Linked DNA regions of Mus musculus: regions 1, 2 and 3 are each linked to region 4. A link is a contact called in public HiChIP or PLAC-seq and promoter capture Hi-C data. All regions are on one chromosome and are shown on one strand. Each heading gives the region's core, a stretch centred on a gene start, on an enhancer-like site or on the middle of the called end of the contact. The rest is flanking DNA. Distances are from core to core; before and after follow the strand shown. Region 1 holds the start of Ttc7b (tetratricopeptide repeat domain 7B). Region 2 holds the start of Nrde2 (nrde-2 necessary for RNA interference, domain containing). Region 3 holds the start of Rps6ka5 (ribosomal protein S6 kinase, polypeptide 5). Region 4 holds the start of Ndufb1 (NADH:ubiquinone oxidoreductase subunit B1).

Region 1 (2,700 bases), core at 117-2,616, 1.5 Mb after region 4:
CTTTCCTCTTGGCCCTTACTGAGTTTCAGTTGCTGATCCTGTAAACCAAGGCCTGTGAGTCTGGTCTTCATTTATCCCCAGGGCATGAGAGAAAAGCCTGCACTTGATAGCTTTGGAAAGCTGGAGGAGACACACCCAAAGAGGATGAACCTGGTGACAGGGTACTGCCCAGATGACAGCTCCATCCTCAGAGGCAGTATTGCAGAGTCCAACACCCCCACTGCCCCTGAAGCCACATTCCCTGACCAACTTTCCCAAATACTGGTCATGTCCATACTTGCAGGCCTTGCCATTGCATGCCTGACTAACATGCAGGCTCCCTATCTCACCAAGAAGAAAGACAGTCTTTCTAATGATCCAGAAGGCCGGGCATGGACTAACCCCCACCCTCCTGACATCATCTGCTCAGCTCCTTGCCTTCATTCCACCCCAGCCACTCTGGCCTTTTTCTAACTCACCAAATATAGTAAAGCCGAGGCCTTTGCTCTGCCTGTAATGATCTGCCCTCCCCACCTCCCATATCCCCCCGACTCTCATCTTTAAAACTGTCAAATATCACTTCAACACCATCCTTAACCAACCCATAACCTAATTTGCTACTTTATTTTGCTTAATTAATTCATTTCCATGAATGGGCTATGAACTTTATACCCACTTTGAAGCAAAGTTGTACCCACTTCGTTCCGTTTCCACAGCCCTAAAACACTACCTAGCTCTGTGTGGGTGACCTCTGACTCTATAGTTACTGAATAAATTACACAAGTGAAATAATGTTCAGCTTAGACACCTGCCCCTGCTCTCAGTTACAAGGTCAAGGCCTGGAAATGCCACTTATGAGTTGGTATTCTCCTCAGAGGGCAAGGGAGCTGGCATCTGGGCTTGCAGCTACACACACACACACACACACACACACACACACACACACACACACACGTCCTCCCTCACTTTCTTCCAACACACACTTAAGGAACTTCGGGCAGGTTCTGGAGGAGCATGAATCTCCACTGCTTCTGGCCACATGATGGGGACGGAGGCTACCTGGGGCAGAGGGGAGCCTGAGGAGGGGCGCAGGCCAGCACAAGCAACCTGCGATGGCAGGGCCAGCCGAGGCAGGCTCGCCCTTCACGCCCTCTCGCACTAGAAACCCCGGCCTTTGGAGCCCCAGAGCATCCTCGGGGTGGCTGCCCTGGCTTGACCCCTCACCGCTCCAGGTTCGCTCCTGAGCACCGTCCCGCGCTCCTCATTGCTGTCCGGCCTCCGCCCCGGCCCGCTGCGGCTCCGGCCCTGGCCGGCAGGGGCCGCTCCTCGCGGCGCCCGGGGCCCCGCCGCGCCCGCCGCCGCCCGCTCCCCGCCCCTTCCCCGGCCGGCGTTCCCGTTACGCCGCCGAGCCGGGAGCCGGAGCCGGAGCCCGCGGCCGCAGCGGGAGGCGGCGCGGGGCCCGGCGGCGGCGGGGCCTGCGGGGCCTGCGGGCGCGCGCCGGGCCGGCCAGGGCGGCCATGGCGACCAGGAAGGCGGGCTCGCGGCTGGAGACGGAGATCGAGCGCTGCCGCTCCGAGTGCCAATGGGAGCGGATCCCCGAGCTCGTCAAGCAGCTGTCGGCCAAGCTCATCGCCAACGGTACGCGCGGACGCACCGGGGCTTGCGGGACCGCCGCGGCCTCCGGGGCTAGGCCTGAGGCTCCGGGCGCGAGCAGGGGCGCGGCCGGGCGGCGAGGCGCAGGCCGCGCGGTGTGCGCGGGCCAGGCCCTTGGGGAACGCGGGGTCCTCCGGTCACGCGGCGTGCGGCTGGGCGGGCGGGCTGTGCCTGTCGGAGCCTTGGAGTCCTGACGTGCAGGCTGGAGAGGTTCACCGACCCCAGAGACCGGAGGCCAGCCCCGGGCTTCCAAGAAGTTGGAGCTTGTGTGTGTGTGTGCGTTTGTGTGTGTATGGAGCCCCCCGGGACATACCTGTGGGCATCTGGGGACCACCAGAGTGTGTGTGGTGTGCTCAGGGGTCCTGTGATGGAGATGTTGTGAACATATGGTAATCAAGGGCCCCAGGAGGGAGCTCAGACTTGGAGGGTGTCAGGGGTGGCATTGGCAGGTTGGGATTTGTGTCTTGAGGTCAAGACAGTTGGGTGTCAAATCTGCAGACCCAGAGAGGATAGGGTGGAGAGTACAAGGGAAACAGAGTCAGGGAGTCTGGGAGAAGGTTACTGGGCAGGAAGATGAGACTGTATTAACAATGAGGGAAATGGAGCTGATTGGATGAGGGGCCTGGTGCGCCCAGGAACCAGGATCTGACTTGGGAAACCTGGCGGCTGGACTTGGCCAATGACCCCATTTGCTGAATTGGTTCTTCCAACCCATCAAACCAAAACTGCAGCCAAAATCACATTCCAGAGCGAGACTCCACGTGGCCTTATTTGTTTTGGAAGCAAGTATGGTTAATATTTGCTTGTCTTTTCGTACGCGCCAAAACCACAGGCAGGCACTTGGAGCCTGGGCAGAGAGGGCAGAGGATTTTGTCCTCCTTCACCTCTGGCTTCCCAAGACTGTCTGAGCAGGCGTGGGACAGACAAATCACAGAGGGAATGAATGAAGGACTGACACTGCTCATTCAAGGAAGGACATGTGTACTCTTTTCAACCTTCACCCCGAACTACCCAGAAACGGACAGGGAAATCTCATAGCCTCTTTAAGGTTGGTGGTTGTTTGTGATT
Region 2 (2,700 bases), core at 198-2,697, 1.8 Mb after region 4:
CTTGATGATAATGGACTGAACCTCTAAACCTGTAAGCCAGCCCCAATTAAATGTTGTTTTTTATAAGACTTGCTTTGGTCATGGTGTCTGTTCAAAGCAGTAAAACCCTAACTAAGACAGACAGGATTTCTCAGTGTAGCCCTGGCTGTCCTGAAACTTGCTTTGTTGATCAGACTGGCCTCAAACTCACAGAGTGAGTGCCAGTGCCTCTGACTCCAGAGTGCTGAGATTAAAGGTGAGCATCATCGTGCCCTGATGCAGATATTGATTTAATCAACTGAGATAACTTCCTGTCAGGTTTGGCGGAACTTGAGATTTACAGTTGAAGACAAGTGGATTCTACTGGCCTCCTTTTTCCAAGTACTTTTAGGGACCTGAAAACTTGGACATTTATTTTGGACACACACAGTTTACATGGTACACACAGTTTACATGGTACACGGAGCTGCTTGGATAGGTTTCCATCCATTCCTTTGTTTAGATGATTAGTCACATCTCTGGGTTTAGCTTTTTTTTTTTTCTAAACTTTATTTTATTGTGGTGCCCTGTGCACTTGGAGGTCAGAAGACAACTTTGTGGAGCCTGGATGAAACTCAGGTATCCATGCTTGCTTGGTAGTACCTTTATTATTTAAGCCATTTCATTGGCTCCTGCACCCAACCTTTTTTTTTTTTTTGGTAGGGGAATCTCAAAAATACTTTATAGGTAAGTATATGCATTTATTGTCAAAGACCTTTATCTTATTGGGACTTTGTACTCTTCTGTATTCCTAGGGTATTTAAAATGACAACTTATATTTGGATCACTTACATTTTGCCGTGGAACTTGTCACATCTCACATAGAAGCTAATTTTTCATTTCTTTTCTTTCTTTTTATTGGCTTTTTTTGAGACATCGTCTCTATACAGTTCTGACTCTCATGGAAATTACTATGTAGACCAGCTGGTGTCGAACTCACAGAGATCCACTTGCCTCTACCACTGAGTGTTGGGACTTAAAAGGGGTTTGCCCCCACACCCAGTTTAAAGCCACCTTTTAAATGCTTCTTATGGGTGAAACAATTGCAATTTGTACATGTATATGTGTACGTATACATACACTCACACACACAATCTTGCAGAGGAGGAAAATGAATCTTACAGAATTTGATTACTTTGATCCAGTTTAAAGGAGGCAATGTGCTTTTACCAGAGGAGCTGAATTCCAGTTTCCACACCTTCCCCCCTCCCAACTTCCTCTTCCGGTTCCTGCTTGTCCATTGTTCAGTGAAGCCGGAGGGCACTAACTACAAGGAAACTGTTCTTCCTCAATCTCACCCTCTTCCCTCCTCCCCTCTCTACCCTTTGGGTCTCCGCACCGCCTTGCCCAGGAGTTAAGCCTTAAAGAGTGCAGGAAGAACTACATTTCCCAGAGTGCCTCGCGAGTCACCGTCCTCCAACCAGAGCTCTCCAGACGGCGCCATTTCTGAGGCAGGAGTGGTAGTGCGGCCTGTGATCATGGCGCTGTTCCCGGCTTTTGCGGACGTAAGTGAGGCCTCCGGTGATGGGGCATTCAGGAAAGGTAAGCACCCCAAAAGAGTCGAAAAAGACATCCATTAAATTAATGGCAGATTTTCGGGCCTGGGTCATGGCCTTTTTTCTTTGCTTTGTTTATCCACCTGTATCCCAGAGTTCTCCGCGGCGCTGCAAAGCCTTCTGGGTCTTGTCTGAAGTGTAGGGCCAGAGGCTCTTTCAGGCGCTACGGTGGTCAAGTAAGCGGAGGGGAAACTAAGCCTACGATGATGTCTGGCGCTAACATTACCGTATTTTTGGACTTCATTCTCCTAGAAGCTGCAATGATACAACTCCATTGCAAAAGAAACCCTCTTAAAATACTTGCAATTGTGGTTGGCGTAATTCTGATTTTTCCTTACTAAATTGTAACCGTCAACAAATTCCGAGACTGTCTATTCATTGTAGCACACTTATTAGAAACACAGGCCCAAAATATAGACGTATTCAATAAGTGTGTCAGGATTGATAATGCAACCTGTTGCATGAACGAAACTAAGTAACAACAGCAACAAATCAGTATAAGGTAGTATGCTACAAATGTCATAGATGAGCCACAGTCAACCATAAAAATGAAACGTTCAGAATTTTGGAATGGTCTTCAAGAGGATATGATTTGTATAGATAAGAATTCAGGGACCTTCAAGGGGCTGTGGAAGAGAAGCATGGGATTAGAGAACTGGGTGCGTATTTTAAATGCTAAGACAAGTGTCAGCTATAATGAAGTTAACCATGGCAGGTAAATGCAGAAAATACATCTAATACTGAAAGTGTACGGTCAAGTTGAAGGGCTGGCAGTGGTGGCATACACCATTAATTTCAGCACTTGGGAGGCAGAGGCAGGTGGATCTCTGAATTCAAGCTCAGCTTGATCTACGTAGTGAATTCTTGGACAGCCTGGGCCACAACATAGAGAGACCCTAATCTCAAAAAAGACCAAACCAAAACAAAATATAGTTAAGAAAATTAACTATATATTATTTAACTATGAGTTACTGTTCAGCTTTCTTTACGGTTGGTTTGCTTATAGGGATCCAAAAGAAGTCAGAATTCTCTCTCTCTCTCCTTTCTCTCTCTTCTTTCTCTCTGTCTTCCTTTTCTCTCTGTCTTCTCTCTCTCTCTCTCTCTGAGAGAGGGGGTGTACTGGCTG
Region 3 (2,700 bases), core at 188-2,687, 1.3 Mb after region 4:
TTTGTTTTTTTGTTTTTTTTTTTCCAAGAAGGAAAATAAAGATACACTCATCTTTCCTATACAGCTGTTTCCCTTACACTTCATTTAGCCTACCTGTTACTTAGGTCACCAGCATTTGATCTCCTCTAGACCTAGGCTCACAGCTTACCTCTGTGTGAAATGTCTCCAGTTTTGTCTTACTTGCCCTTTAAATTGGCTATCCAGATTTTCTCCTTGCCCTAAAAGCCTTGAGAATAATCGTTGCCATCTGTGCCATTCTCTAATGCTTAATACTGGTTCACAGTTTTGTTTAAATTCTTTATAGTTTCCTGTGCCTGTATACAAGTTGCCCATCTCTCGAGTTCCGTTAATAGCTTTTCAGGAGCAGAAATTGAATCTTATTTTATGATTCACCACACTCTTTGAGTTTCTTAAACATGAAAAATTGGGATGAGGATGTAGTTTAACTGGTAGACTGCTCGCCTAGCATTCATAAAGCTGGAGAGTTCAATCTCCCGCATGTCATAAGCAAGGCATGGTGGCACATACTGCGAATTCCAGCACTGGGAGGTGGTGCTAGACGTACCAGGGGGTCAAGGCTAGGCTGAGCTACACTCCCCACCTCCACAAGTTATTATTTCAGATTTCTCATCCGGAGCCAGAACCTTGACTTTTTGTGTATAGGAGCTACCTGTATTTAATTTTTAAACGTAATTTAGTTTTGCCTTGTGTGAGCGATACATGCCCTTAATTAAAGCTTGTGTGGAGGTCGGAGGTCAACATGTTAGTTCTTTTTCATTATATGGGAACTGCACTGTGGTTGTCCACGTCTGGCCGCAAGCACTTTTACCCACGGAACCATCTTGCCGGCTCCTACCTGTATTTAAACACAAAATTCATTTAATTTATTTAGTGCTACAGAGAATAGTATCATTCGAAGACATGCCATCTTCCAGACAGTCACACATTTGTGGGCCGTTCCCTAGGACCCTCAGACGCGCGCGAGCGCAAACACGTGGGTGACAAGTGCTTCCCTCCAGGACCCTCCTTTGTCCACTGTGATTGGCGGACCAAGCGGTCCAATCGTCTTTCCCCGCCTCTTTCCGCAGTAGCCAATCAGAGGTCCGGAGCGCCTCCTGACTACTAGATACTGTTTACTAACAGATCGAAGCTGGGAATAAGGGGTGTGACCATTCTGGGGAGGTCAGGAGAGGGAAGGCCTGCCTGCGCGTGCGCACCAAAGCGAGTAGGTGGGGCATTCCGTGGGTCTTGCCAATCGGAGCGTTCGCGCTCCTCCCTCTCCTGCCTCCCCGCCAAGCAACAACAATTCGAGCAGCGGGGCGGGGCGGCTCCTGAAACGTCAGGACTAGCCGCCCAATGGGAACGGGCGCTGGCAGACGCGCGCGCGCTGCGCCCAATAGCGCTGGTGGCTCAGGGCTGTCTCCTGGGCTGGCTGTGGGAGGAGCGGCCTGGAGGAGGAGGTGGAGGCGCAGGGCGCGGGGTTGTGCCGTACTAGCGGTGCCCGCTGAGGGGAGGAGGCGGAGGAGCTGCACGGCCAGAGCGGGAAAGAGACTCGCCTCAGTGTCGGAGTTGTGGCGCTGCGGCAGCTCGGCTCCTGGAGCTGTGGAGAGACGGGGCGTCTGCTGTCCCATCAGGTTCCCCTAAGAGCGACCCGCGCGATCGGAAAGAGGGTGAAGATGGAGGGGGAGGGCGGCGGCAGCGGCGGCGCGGGCACCAGCGGGGACAGCGGCGACGGCGGCGAGCAGCTCCTTACTGTCAAGCACGAGCTGCGGACCGGTGAGCGACCCCGCCCTCTGCTGGCCGGGCCAGCCGCGGAGGCGCGCCTGAGAGCCGGCATGGGTGCGCGCACAGGCCAAAAGGGGCGCGGGCTGGGGGGGACGGGCCCGGGGCGGGGCTTCGCGGGCGGGGAATAGTCCGGGGGTCCTGGGAGGCTCTGGGCACGGAGAGGAAAGTTTGCTCCTGCTGGGCCCCCAGTTTCCGACCCAGCCTGGGAAGATGCCTTTATGCCCCCTTTCCTGCATAGGTGACATATCTGTCACTACACGCTGTCTCGAGGGAAAGGTACTCTTTCCCTCAAGAGGTGAGCTGTGTGGAGCTGTGTGTGATGGAGCTTGAAGCTTGAACTCACTTTACCCTGCACCTCTGCCTGGGATGGTTCAGGTGTGAGGGGAGTGTGTGTGTTTGTGTGTGTATGTATGTCTGTACCATCCCTAAGGGACAGCGATCCTGCGAGAGGGGTATTGGTTCTCGGTTAGTCTCTGGTGAAGGAAAAAGGCTTCGTGGTCCTCTGGAATTAAGTCCTTTCTCTCAGAGTTATCGTGAAGTACTATACTCTCTGAAATTTGCCAGGTCTTTTGGCAAGCAGCCTCTATAAATGTAAAGTTTTGGGTGAAAGGCTTCACTAGGCGACTTAAGTGCTTGCATCCCCTGTGCTGGAGATCAGTAAAGCTCCGTGTGCTAAGCTTTTTACTTTTGCTTTTTCATTGTGTAATTCCGGGGTTTGTTTTGGAAAATTCTTATCTGGACCAATTGGTAAAGTTTGGGTCTCCCCAGCCCCATGGAGTCAGGTCTCCCCTTACACTATCATTTCTGCATGGAGAATGTGTTAGAGTGGATCGATAGTTATTAGTGTCAGTGGTTTTAAGATTTTTGACACTTAAGTCTTTGGCACATTATATTAAGTAGACACAAATGGCAAAT
Region 4 (2,700 bases), core at 110-2,609:
CAAAGGAGGCAGGAGGAGTGTTTGCCAAGGGATGATGATTGTGTCCAAAAGCGATCATCTTTGCATCTCCCAAACCAAGCACAGTGCTCGAAGCAATAGAAATAAATGTGCTGAACGCACTGAACCCACCATATCGGGAATTCCCCCAGGGCAGTGACTTCGACTACCTCTGCTTCATCTCGAATATATACCAGATACTTGCTTTCTCAAGAATGATCGTTCACGCTGAGGTCAACTAATGAGAAATACGCAAAGACGGATCTGGACTAGTCCTGGGGCTCACAGTGGGAGAAGTCTCTCTTTAATCGTTCAGGTAAAGAAAGGCTTTGAAAGGGGCAAAGGAATCGTAAAATTAAAGGGTAGAAAAGTAGGCATAGATGATGCTTAAGTTCTCCTTGTCACAGGGGCCAGAGTACTGGGGCTGGATATGGCCTGACTTCTGGTTTCCTGAAAAGTACGTAAGCAAGGAAACTAGGAATGGGATCTTGGGAAACGTGGTGATTGTGGTAGCGCCGAGAGAAGTTAATTCTATCAAGGCGTGGCATGAGCCTCTCAAGGGTCTTTGGAATTAAGGAGCTACGAAGGCACCTGCTGGCCTCGTGTTCTCTGAGCCCAAGATGGGAAAGGCAGAGATGGGGAGGCTTGGGGAGTACGGCGGTACAAGGGGAAAGAGCCCAGGCTGGACGCGGATTAACTTTTAGCTCCAGCTGATGAAAGCTCAGAGGAACTAGACAGGAGGGAGGGCAAGGAGGAAGCATAGGCGCGCCCCAACACCCCGAGGTTTCAGCCCGGGGAAAAGTCACTTCTCTTCCCCCTTGCGGAACGCTTGTTCCAGGAACCACGGAGACTGTCACAACCGAAACCGCGGGAGCGCGTCCGGGCGACACCGGGCCGACGCGGGAACCCATCCCCTTGAGGGCCTCCTCCCAACCCGAAGGCTCCTTTCCGTCTCCCGTCCTCACCTGCCAGGCCAATCTCCCCCCGGCACCGTCCGCCGCCCTTCCCAACCCCTAGTGGAACGCAGGTCGGAGAGCGAGCAGAGCTAGCGCGCGCTCAGCGGCGGAGAGCAGCCGGCAGGAGCCCCTGTGTGGTGGCCGCCATCTTGGGCCTGAGCAGAGCGGCTGAGGCGGGGACGACCCGGGCGACACCATCTGTAGGGGTGGTGACGAACCGGGTCAGGGAAGAGGACAGCGCAAAAGCTCGCAAACCTTGTCAGCCTGGATCCACGTCTTATTCAAAACGTGTCGCGATCATTCACAGCTTAAGATGTACGGGATTCGCGCGTGAGAAGGGAGAGAGAAGCGCCGGTTTGCCGACGCCACCCCCTCTCATCAGGGCTGGCGCGGCGAGTGGCAGCTCCTTAGGTCACGGCTTCCGCCGGCGCCAGTGGCCTAGCTCCCTGCGGCTGTCCTTGGTCGCCTTGTCACCAGGCTGAAGGTGGGTCTGGGGACCCCGGCGCCACCCGTGGTGGTGATGCGGGCGGGAGGGTTCTGGGGAACGCTCGCATGGAGGGGAAACAGGGTCGCCTTCGGTGACCCCTGCGCGCTGCCCGCCCCACGCCTTTTACAAAGACTGCTCTGGGGACGATCTGATGGCCTGGCTCTCGGGGGACTCGGAAGGGTTCTCAAGGATCCGACTCTTGAGCCCACAATAGGGAATGCAGCTCCTATCCAGAAGCGGGGCGCGGTCGCCCAGGCGTCTGTCTCCTCGTCCAACTCTCCTGATTGTGAAACCCGCACGTAGCCATTTGCCTTTTAAAAACAAGGCTTTCTGCTTGGTTTCCAGTCCGTGTTATGATCTCAACGGTTTCGGTTTTGCTCCATCCATTCCATATCTTAGGTGACACTTTGTAATAATTATAAAGAACTGTGGGGTCCAGTCCAACACAAGGTATTATCTCTTAAAAAGTCTACATGTGCCTGCAGTGGTGGTGGCGCATGCCTTTAATCCCAGCACTTGGAAAGCAGAGGCAGGTGGATTTCTGAGTTCAAGGCCAGGCTGGTCTACAGAGTGAGTTCCAGGGCAGCCAGGGCTTTAAAGAGAACCCCTGTCTTGAAAAACAAAACAACAAAAAAAGTCTACATGTTTCCAGCATGAATCCAGATAGAAGACTCAGCAAAATAAGACTCACAGCAGTGTCTGTTATTCTTGAAAAGGGAAAGAAACTTTAATCCCAGCACTTGGAAAGCAGAGGCAGGTGGTATTTAAGGGAAATACCTTGTGTTAGAGAAAAATATTAAGAAATATGTGGGATGTGGGGTTAGTTGTTTTTTGTTTTTAAAAAGTCTCACACACACACACATGGAGAGAGAGAGAGAGAGAGAGAGAGAGAGAGAGAGAGAGAGAGAGAGAGGCTCTGCAAAGAAGAAAAGAGAGGAGGAGTTATTTAACTGTTTACCTCCGTACACAGGAGAGAGAGTAGAACAAAAGAGCTTAAGCCTGATCAGGATACAGATTGTCTGGGGACTATGCTAATCCTGACTCTTTACCCTATACTTAAAGCAAGTTACTTTGCCACAACTAAATTTGGATTTCTTCATCTGAAAAAAAAAAAAAGCCCCAATCTTGAGACATGGTTACTTAAATCTGCAGTCTGTGGTGAGGAGTATATGAATTAGCTATGACGCAGAAACGCCTCGTCCATGTGGCCTACATCTGTAACTCCAACTACTTTTGAGGATGAGGCAGAGGGATAGTAAG

Evidence for each region. Promoter capture Hi-C pulls out the DNA fragments that hold promoters and counts their contacts. HiChIP or PLAC-seq counts read pairs in DNA pulled down with a chosen protein or histone mark.
Region 1: a contact with region 4 is called in an H3K4me3 HiChIP or PLAC-seq map of embryonic stem cells, with 7 read pairs. The contact joins the promoter of Ttc7b here to the promoter of Ndufb1 in region 4. A contact is called at or near these places in 2 of 39 promoter capture datasets (both in liver), 2 of 115 datasets of contacts at active chromatin or transcription factors (embryonic stem cells and stem cell-derived neural progenitor cells) and 1 of 9 other capture datasets (liver).
Region 2: a contact with region 4 is called in an H3K4me3 HiChIP or PLAC-seq map of pro-B cells, with 4 times the contacts expected there. The contact joins the promoter of Nrde2 here to the promoter of Ndufb1 in region 4. A contact is called at or near these places in 2 of 39 promoter capture datasets (both in liver) and 1 of 115 datasets of contacts at active chromatin or transcription factors (pro-B cells).
Region 3: a promoter capture Hi-C map of liver shows a contact between it and region 4, with 4 times the contacts expected there. The contact joins the promoter of Rps6ka5 here to the promoter of Ndufb1 in region 4. A contact is called at or near these places in 9 of 39 promoter capture datasets (the 3T3-L1 cell line, the C10 cell line, fetal liver and 5 more), 1 of 484 Hi-C or Micro-C datasets (embryonic stem cells) and 2 of 115 datasets of contacts at active chromatin or transcription factors (embryonic stem cells and fibro-adipogenic progenitors).

Annotation. Positions count from the first base shown.
Region 1 is chr12:100,519,488-100,522,187 of GRCm38.p6, reverse strand. It overlaps Ttc7b (tetratricopeptide repeat domain 7B), which reads left to right and starts at 1,366. Exons shown (of 20, transcript NM_001033213.1): 1 at 1,366-1,617. The coding sequence starts at 1,497.
Region 2 is chr12:100,158,400-100,161,099 of GRCm38.p6, reverse strand. Nrde2 (nrde-2 necessary for RNA interference, domain containing) reads left to right here and starts at 1,447. Exons shown (of 14, transcript NM_001290303.1): 1 at 1,447-1,560. The coding sequence starts at 1,497.
Region 3 is chr12:100,723,857-100,726,556 of GRCm38.p6, reverse strand. It overlaps Rps6ka5 (ribosomal protein S6 kinase, polypeptide 5), which reads left to right and starts at 1,437. Exons shown (of 17, transcript NM_001330702.1): 1 at 1,437-1,776. The coding sequence starts at 1,677.
Region 4 is chr12:101,974,397-101,977,096 of GRCm38.p6, reverse strand. It overlaps Ndufb1 (NADH:ubiquinone oxidoreductase subunit B1), which reads left to right and starts at 1,359. Exons shown (of 3, transcript NM_001378525.1): 1 at 1,359-1,437. It overlaps Cpsf2 (cleavage and polyadenylation specific factor 2), which reads right to left and starts at 1,123. Exons shown (of 15, transcript NM_016856.3): 1 at 963-1,123.